2 separate regions of the Mus musculus genome follow, and region 2 is linked to region 1. Evidence: chromatin contacts called from public Hi-C data. All regions are on one chromosome and are shown on one strand. The core of a region is the stretch at or near the end of the contact, and the rest is flanking DNA. Distances in the headings are between cores, read along the strand shown.

Region 1 (4,568 bases), core at 896-3,395:
AAGTATTTGGGTGATTTATCAAAAAGTCATTTTCTGGAAGTTTAAAATATTCAACAAATGACCTGGATTCCTCTTGCCTTGCTGTTGATATGTAGAAACACGTCCCAAAATACACACATTCTGTCATAGCTGCTTAGTCACTGGATTGCAGTTCTTCCTGAGGAGAGAAATCAGGTTGACTTATGGAGAGGTCGCTCCAGTGGCAACCTACGTGGTTATCCTGGCTGCCCCCTAAGGCCTTAGTCCTAGATCTTCATGTAGCTGCCCACTGCGCATGCTCATGCCCGTAGTCACTCAAGTCCAGCTACACCGCTCCCATTCACCTTTCGCCCCCATGGCTGATCTCCCTCTTCCTTCTGTCAGGCACATCCATGAGTCACCAAGACTGTCCTGGCATCCCGTCCTGCTATCTCTCTCTCTCCACCCTTCCTTTCTATTCCCACTGCCCCTGGACCCCTGCTGCTTCAAGCCTGGGTAATTATAATAGCATCCTAACTAATCGCTTACTTGTTTCTCCCCCTCCAATTCACTGCTGCCACGGTAATCTCCCTAAAACACCACTTAATCATGCCAAACCCTTAATTAAAAATCTTCATTATCTCTTCATTACCACTAGGATGAAGTCCAAGCGCCTTAGTTTCCTTCCACATTCTGGCCTGAATCCACATTCCCAGCTTAAGGCCCACTATTTCCCAGTTTCCACAGACTCCACTAAGGCCGCTCCGATCACACCCTTCATCCACCTGGAACGGTTCCGTCGGGTCTGGTGAGACTCTGTTTGTCCTCTGAGATCCCTGTCAGGCCCTCTTGCCTTTTCTGTGACGTCATCGCTGGGTAACTGTGTCCTCGGAGAGTCTTTATCACGGCCTGGCATGATTCATTGGTTTGTTTGTGAGGTCTTTGTGTTTTCTCTCTTTGCAGACTGTATCATCTTAAAGCGAGAGACTTTTCTAGATCCCTCTGCACACACACCCGCTAGTTATAGACACACCACACCGCCCTGTCATTCCTAATAAATGATAATTAGGAGGCAGGTGGGTTTCTGAGTTCGAGGCCAGCCTGGTCTACAAAGTGAGTTCCAGGTCAGCCAGGGCTACACAGAGAAACCCTGTCTCGAAAAAAACAAACAAAAACAAAACAAAACAAACAAACAAATGATAATTAGCATATGATTTCGATAAAAGGAGTGTGATGACTGCCACAGCTTCTCCACAGCGATCCCTTTTATTTTCAGTGCCTACATGGGCGACTGAAGTGACTTGCCATGTGCAAGGGAATTTATGAAGTGTGAGTAGATGGTCACTTAAATCTGGCCAGTTTCAAAGACATGCGATTAAAGAAATGCTGGAAACGGTTGGTCCTTCGTAGGGAGGGCTGTTCCACTTTCTTCCTCTGGGCACCGCAGAGCACTGTGGGACTGGGCAATGACGTCACTAACAGTTGGAGCATGGCAGAAGGCTAAAGCAGGGAGAGTGGGCTATCCCTCAGTAATCCCTGATCCCTGAATGGGTTATCCCTCTGTGATCCTGTGAGTCTTCACAGGCATGGCATTTTGCTGCCTGTGTGCTAAGCTGACCCGCACAGGAGCTGGGCACAGTATGCCCGCAGGAGCAGGGCTCAGTATACCATGCATGGGGAAACAGCAGGTAGGATGGCTCTTCAGATTCTCATTAGAACACAAGAACCATGTGCTGAGACCTCAGTAGCTTAGAAACAAGCAGTGTATGTACTACCTCATCTTGGCTAGTAGGTGTTCCTTTCTTCTCAGGGCCTTCTCATATTTCACTAATGTCCCTGCACCATGCAGGACACTGCAGGAGCTGGCATGCATCCTCACGCCCAAGGAGCCTTGAGAACGAGCTCTCCACGGTATGCACCATGATGATGGGAGCCGTTGGAGTCTGGAATACATCGTTTTTGCCTCCCCCCACTTTCTGGGGAAGAATCAAGAAAAAGGAAACAGAAAACATTAGGTGATGGAAGATGTTGTGTTCAAGCCTCCTTTCTTCTCCCACTTTCATTCTAAGAACTTCTGAGAACAGGAAACTGGGCTGTGTACTTTCTCGTGCTCTGTGGAAGCCGGACATACAAACCCTTTGCTGTATATTCCCCATGATCCTGGGTGCCTACTGGATGCTTCTCCATGGGACTGGTGTTGCGACCAGACCTGCTTTACCCAAAGAATGAATGGATGCCGTCCAACTTGCTTATCCCATCTTTCCCAGAGAGTCTTAACTAGTAAGGGAACATTTCAGTAAATGAGACCTGAGACCACAGTTTGTACAAGAGACCAACAGATTTTGATTTTCAGAGATCGAAATAATTTCAAGTAGATGAAGCCATACCCACGTGAATTTTGTTCCCCAACTTAAAGTGATTCGCAGATTTAAAAATCACGAATTGTGTTTGGTTGAAAGACATCATCTGAATGAGGAACGTGGGAAATATGAGGTACCCTTTCACACAGATGACAAGAAACAAAGGTCTGCCATGTGCAAAGGCACCTGGCTTGACTGGAGTGGTTTTTGTGAGGACCACAAGAGACTGAAGTTTACTTCCCCATCAAGCTTGAACACCGATTTTTGTCTAGCCATCTAACCAAGTACACATAGGGGTAACATCAGGTGAATCAAGACATGTTTTGATATAAGACATAGCTAATAAAAATTAGCAGTATCTATCTCCTCTATCTTGGTTGCACTCTCTTCCTTCTTATTGCCTTGGAATTCTCGACTTGTTGACTGGGTATCCAGAGTATCCAGAGGGAAATACCTGGGTTATCTGGCACTCACTACATGGGGCGGGAAGAGTCCGAATGGATGAATCACTTTGGACTCTTTATAACACAGAGTCCATTTCTACACCCAGAAAGGTAATACCACCAGAAGATGTTTAAAGCATTTTATTAGGGAGTGGACTTCGGGATCTTCAAAGGAAAGGTGAAGACATCTTCCAAATTATTCACAAGTGACAGGCACCTTCCTTGTATAAAAATCCAGTGTTCTCAGACTTTGTCCTACAGTTCAGAGACACAGTTGACAGTTTTCTCCTCGCCTGGACCTGAATTTTACATAATTCATCTTGCAGATAAATAAGAGAAAAAGAACATTTTCTCTTTACTTACAAGGCTGCATTACGACACAGAGCAGACACATAGTTAGAAGAATCATTCTTTATCGAGAAGAAAATCCTGAAGTCCATTTCTCTATGATACTGGGGGTCTCCATGGTAACCACTTAAGGCTTGGTGATCTGCAGATGGCCAGGCTACTCAGGCTGAGACCTCTAGGCACACAAGCGCCACCTAGTGAGAAAATCGTCTTCGAAACTTTTCAAGGACCCAAATTTATTCATTTCCTATGGAAAAATAATTAACTTTACACAGACATGCCTATAATTTTAAATATTTTAGCATAGAATCCTAATTTTGAAATCAAAAGACTAGAGCTAGTGAGATGGTCCAACAACTAGGAAACTCAAAGATCTGACCAACGCTTTGTGTTAGTTACAATTTGGTTTAGATTCTTTGCACTCATGCATACTTCCAAAAGTGCTGACGTGTTATGTTTCAAATATAAAGAAAATCTTGAAAACTTTGAAAGAAAATAGAAGAGGCATGGAAGAAGGATTGGGAATGGAGTGGAAAGAAACAAAAAAAGAGACCTTTTGTTATATGCCAGCCAGTGTTTGTTTTGAACTACATGAATGCATTGCTAATAAAATAAATTAAATTTAAAAAAGAGATGTCAGCACATATTCATGTTGCAAGCATCCATTGAATTTAGCAGAAATAGTAGCGCAGTCACATTAAATTTATTTGCTAATCTGCAAAGAAAAACAATGCTTCCTCTCCATAAAATTAAAATTCCTTTTCTCCAAGCTCTCCCTCCGTCCCCCTCTCCTCCCCCTGACTTCCCTCTCCCCTCCTCCCTCTACCTCCCCACCTCCCCCCTCTCCTACCTTTTCCTCTCCTGGTCCCTCATATTTATGATGCATTTCTTACATTAGACCTGGGTAGACAACTCAAGTTCTGATTTTTTTTCCCAAAACCACTTAAATCAATGGTTCTGGACTTCCCTGGACATGCTATAGCAAGGAATTCACCTAATTTTATCCTTTGGCATGCTTACTAACACAGTAAACGCATGTCGCAAGCTACAAAGCAAACCTCAAAGTATAGGCCTTTCAAGTTGCCTCCATTGCTAAACGCCTTCCACTTCTACAGCTTGGATTCAAATTTGCGGGATCCTGGATGAAAGGTGGCTGCTGTTACGACAAAGATGTGAACCCAGAGACTTGGGGCTACATGACATTCCTTCCCGGGACTCTAAGCTGGTGTCTAGGACTGAAAGAGCGCTGTACCACCTTCCAGTACACTGTAGAACACTGTAGAAGATACAGTAATTTGCTGTGAGGTTACTCTTTAATAAAAAAGTCAGCCTGATTGGCTAGAAAACTATTATATACTCAAGAGGGGTTTTTTTGTTTGTTTGTTTTGTTTGTTTTGTTTTGTTTTGTTTTGTTTTGTTTTTTTGAGGTGGAGCTTATATTTTTAGTTACAAAATTTCC
Region 2 (4,568 bases), core at 894-3,393, 150 kb before region 1:
CTTATACTTACAACAGGCTTAGACCGCCATGTTTTAGGAAAGTCAGGGGTGTTCTATAGCCTCAGTGGCATGGCACAACAGAACGTGTGCAAAACAATGTTATGCATGTCACAAATGGGAACTACGCGTGATACAGTTTGCAGAGTCAAATGAGATGGGTAAAATTAATTCTAATGATATTTTATTTAATCCTATAAAACCCAAGCATCATTTAGACAGAATCAAAATGTTTAAAAAAAAACCTTGACATGTCTTATTATTATTATTAACTTTTCAAAAAAAACTTATGTGTAATTTATACCAGTACCAGCATCATCTACTCACATGTCAAGTACAGGTTAGATGCACTTGGCTTGTTGCCGCCATCTTGGAACCCACAGGGCAGTTTAACACACACCTGTATCAGACATGTAATGTGGACAAGATGTGAATGGGGTAATTAAGTAAGGGAGGAGCTTAAAGAAGGTTGAAGCTGTCGGGCTGAGGAATTCATCAAGGCATTCAGAATGGATGAGAGCAAGGGGAGGCAGGGATAGGCTAGTCCTACACAGAAAAGTCCCCAGGATACCAGGAGAGAAGGCGCTAAGAAGGGGGGAAATCAGCATTCAAAGTAAAGCAGAATAGAGTCCAGAGGGACATCTGGGTGTCTGATGGCTACACACAGCTCTGCTAGACTCACCGCCTTTGTGAGTCTTGCCTCCTTGCATGTGGTTTCCATACCCCAGGCTAGCGTGCAGCCCTAGAATGGCAAGGGGAGAAGTGAGGCTGTGTTGACCTGTGATGACAAAATGCTGATTGTCTGGAACTGAAACTTTAGAGTTTCACATTTGTTCTACCTGCCAGAGCTTTTGCATCCAATAGCATTTTATGAGAGAGTCCGAGAGGGGAAAGCAGCACACATACACGTGTGTGTGTGTGTGTGTGTGTGTGTGTGTGTGTGTGTGTGTGCGCGTGTGCGTGTGCGTGCGCATGCACATGCACAAAGAAAATTTCCTCACAAAACAAAAACAGTATTTTCAGAATTTACTCTGCTTTCAGACTATTTCCATCAAGCTTCTTATTCATTTTGACTTATTTCCATCTATAAGCAGACTAACGCTTCTTTCTGCTTTTATTGTTCTTCAAGAATAGGCTTTCTATTGGAGGAAAATAATGTCTCTGAGACCACCACTTTGCCCACTGCAGATCTTCATTAATCTGCAGCCACAGAGCAGGCTTTTAGCAGCGAGCACTTTTGATGGGAATTGAATTTGATATTGCATTATGGGTGTAGGGCCCCTCACAATAGACTGTGTTCTTTCTTGTGACTGAGCACAATCCGAGGGACCCAATTAAATAATTTAGTGCAATAATGGAGAACAAAAGCGCATGAGGGCTTATAGAGAGGCCTCTGCGAGTGCATTCTCCCTTTCCTGTATCATGTTAATTAATTTGCCTCAAAACTAAAAGAAAGAGTACAATGTGGAGGAGAGGAGCTCCCTACAAGATGGAGACAGTGTTTTCATACAGCTTCTACAGCAAATGGACTCTCAGGGAAATGGCAGTACACAGGTGTCTTAGGGCTGTGGTAACAAAGGCCCCAAACCTGCTGGCTTAAGATGACAGACTTGTGTATCACGGTGCAGGACTCTCGAAATCAAGGATTCGGCAGAGCTATGTTCCCTCTGGGATTGAGGGTAGAACCTCCCCCCCGCCCCCTTGCCTCACTCCAACTTCTGGTGGTGGACAGCGGTTCTCAGCACCTTGACTAGCTTCTATGCCTAGTCTCTGCCTCTGTTGTCACCTGGCATTTAACACTAACCCTAACCCTAACCCTAACTCTAACCCTAACCCTAACCCTAACTCTCTCCTACTATTCCCCTTCTATAAAAAAGATACCAGTCAGATAGAGTAAGGCTTACTTGGTCATGTCATATTTGATGTGTTAGAATGGCGGGTCGAGTCTCAATAGCACACTAGGCCAAGGCAGTTCCACATGGAAGAGGGTTTTTTGGGGAAAGAGAGAGAAGGTGGTGACAGAAAGAGAAGAGGGGGAGAGAGAGAGGGAGGGGCATTCTCCTTATTTATATGGAGAATGTCTACGCAGGGAGGTGAGCCAATTGAATGTTGGGAACATGGTGCCTGTTGCCTTGGCAACAGGTCTGCAGGTCGAAGGTCATGCTGTCACCTGTGTGATGTCATAGGTTTGGGAGGTCCTGATGCCAACAATATTAACTAGATTGCACCTGAAAAAGATCCTGTTCTCAAATAAGACTATATCCCAGGCACCGGGTTAGGACAGAAACATAGCATTGAGTGGGGACACAATGGCCAGTGATGACATTCTATGCCTTTCCACATAAAGGTGTTTTCTGGGTTGCTTCTGAATGATCCTTCAGTTAATTCAGATAGTGCTGTCCGTGCAGATGAGCAGGAGACTCTGGAGTCCCCTCAGCCCCTGACAGTAAACAGTACACCTTTACAATATGACTGTGGACAGAGAAATGCACACAGCAGTCTAAGAGTCCATTGGTTAGAAGCTGACATGGTCACACAGAGTGTGCCAGGAACCCCGGCCCTCACCTCTGACTCATCTGAGGCAGGTTCTGGCACACTAAAAGTCTTCCTTGTTCCTATAACGGCCTCTTCTGTGCTGGGAGAACCACCTGGGGATGTTTGGCTCAGGCACACTCAGGCATCACTGCTAATCACCACGGTCAACCATAGAAGCTAATCCTGGGTTTCTGGGAAACATGGAAAGTTCTCTATCTAAGGAAGGATAATGCTAAGCAGAGGAGGTTGCAGTGTTTGTTATTCAGTGTAGTTATTAGTCAGACTGCTCCAAGCAATAAGCTGGTCATGCTCTCTGTCATCTAGGACCTACGTGACATCTTCACGTACAGTTTGCCCAAGAATGTCTATTTCTAACGTTTAGGTAAATAAATTGTTATTGTGTATTAACAGCAGAAGGTAAGTCTTTTGCACACTGGCTGTGGCTTGCCAGGGAGCCCTAAGAATCCACCTGCTCCTGCCTTCCCCGAGCTGGGAGTACAGGCGGGCATCACTACACCGAGTAGCCTCTTTACATGGGGTCTAGGGATCAAGCTCCGGTTGTTAGGCTTGCAAAGGCAAGGTCTTTGCTGACTTGTTCTCTCCACAAAGTCTTACATAGCAGCTTATAGGGATAAGGTTGCAGGGCAACCATCCTTACCATCTTCAAGTTCACGGTGTAATGGCCTTGAGTTTGCTCAAGGTGTGTGTGTGTAACTGTCAACACCACCCATTCCCAGAACACCCTCACCATCCCACACAGGAACTGTTGTGATTAAACAACCCCTCCAGCCCCCTGGTCACCACCACTCTACTTTCCATCTTTGGAGAAACTGTGAAGGGGCCTGCTGTCCCCTTGGCTTGCGCAGTGGTACAAGAGAGCTTTCTCATCCCCAAGTTCCTCTGACATTTGAGTGGAGAAAGATTTTTCCCTTCCCCAGCTGGCTGTATAATTGCAGTGAGAAGCCAGGCTGGGGGTCAAGGGTGGAGGGGGCGCTCAGTAGCCTTCTGTGCTGTCTAACATGGAGGAAGTCAGGGACCTCCGCAAACTTTCACGGATGGTAGGAATTCTTGACTCAGATTCCCAAAGTGGAGAGCATTGCACTCAAGTCTGGGGAGTCAAAGTTGGGAGAGGGAAGCCTGTTGTGGCCCAGTGTGGCTTGAAGTCTTCTGTGTTTGTGGGGGAAGCTTACATCCTCTTCCACCTCTCTTGAAAATGTAAGTTAAAGAACTAGGCCTTTTTTCCCCACTTAGGAGGGTACCCCAAAGCTACCACCCAGTTCAAGAAATATTTACCTTGAAATCACTGCCCTTGAACTTGAGAAATTGGTTTAGGCCATAGCATGCCCATGGCTTCTGGTCACGTGCACAGAGGATGGCGTCAGTCTTGCTTTTGTTCCAGAGAGCTTGGAAGATTTGAACACCCTGCCAGGCCTTATCTTCTGATGGTATTTCCCAAGCAAGCAGTCATCTCCAAAATGTATCTGGGACCACACCTTTCAGACTGTGCCCCTGTGATATTCTGGTGATTCAGCAACGGAGACCCAAAGGCACCTGCAAGCTTACTTTATCCAACTCAGTTCCTATGGGCTGATGGTTCCTCTACTTACTCCAAAGCCCAAGCGTGGAATGAACCTCTATCACTTTCTCAGTCCCTTTGGATGCTTTGTAAGACACTACTATTAGCACCATCCATCCTGGCGGCTCTTTGGATCCGAAGTGCAGCACGCAGAGGCGGGAGAGAGATGAGCGCAGTGAGCGAGCACAGTTTGCTCGGGGGCTTCTTAAATGCCTCCAATAAAGCGGTGGAGTGGTAGGAGGGGCAACGCGGGCAGGAAGGAAATGGAAGCACAGTCTCCATTTCTCCATATTCGCAATTAATTCTGCCTAGAAGTATCGCTCTCCTCAGCGGCGGTTAAAGAAGGCCTTGACGGGAGCACGGCAATTTCCAGCTAAACTAGAGGATAATTAGAAATGCCCTGTAGCAGGCAAGTCGGTGCTGCGATTTATTTGCTGTTTATTACAGAGTCCCTGCCCCT

The links. Hi-C and Micro-C count contacts between places; a contact is called where the count stands out from the background.
Region 2: a contact with region 1 is called in a Hi-C map of LSK cells, with 1.6 times the contacts expected there. The contact joins the promoter of 1700044C05Rik here to the promoter of 4933431J24Rik in region 1. A contact is called at or near these places in 7 of 484 Hi-C or Micro-C datasets (LSK cells, embryonic stem cells, myeloid progenitors and 1 more) and 4 of 115 datasets of contacts at active chromatin or transcription factors (craniofacial prominence, embryonic stem cells and stem cell-derived neural progenitor cells).

What each region holds. Positions count from the first base shown.
Region 1 is chr14:118,208,542-118,213,109 of GRCm38.p6, reverse strand. 4933431J24Rik (a long non-coding RNA gene) reads right to left here and starts at 2,145. Exons shown (of 5, transcript XR_383762.3): 1 at 611-2,145; 2 at 63-157. It overlaps Gm31981 (a long non-coding RNA gene), which reads left to right and starts at 1,405. Exons shown (of 2, transcript XR_383764.2): 1 at 1,405-1,646; 2 at 1,808-2,689.
Region 2 is chr14:118,363,453-118,368,020 of GRCm38.p6, reverse strand. 1700044C05Rik (RIKEN cDNA 1700044C05 gene) reads right to left here and starts at 2,143. Exons shown (of 6, transcript NR_045624.1): 1 at 1,902-2,143; 2 at 680-739; 3 at 325-397.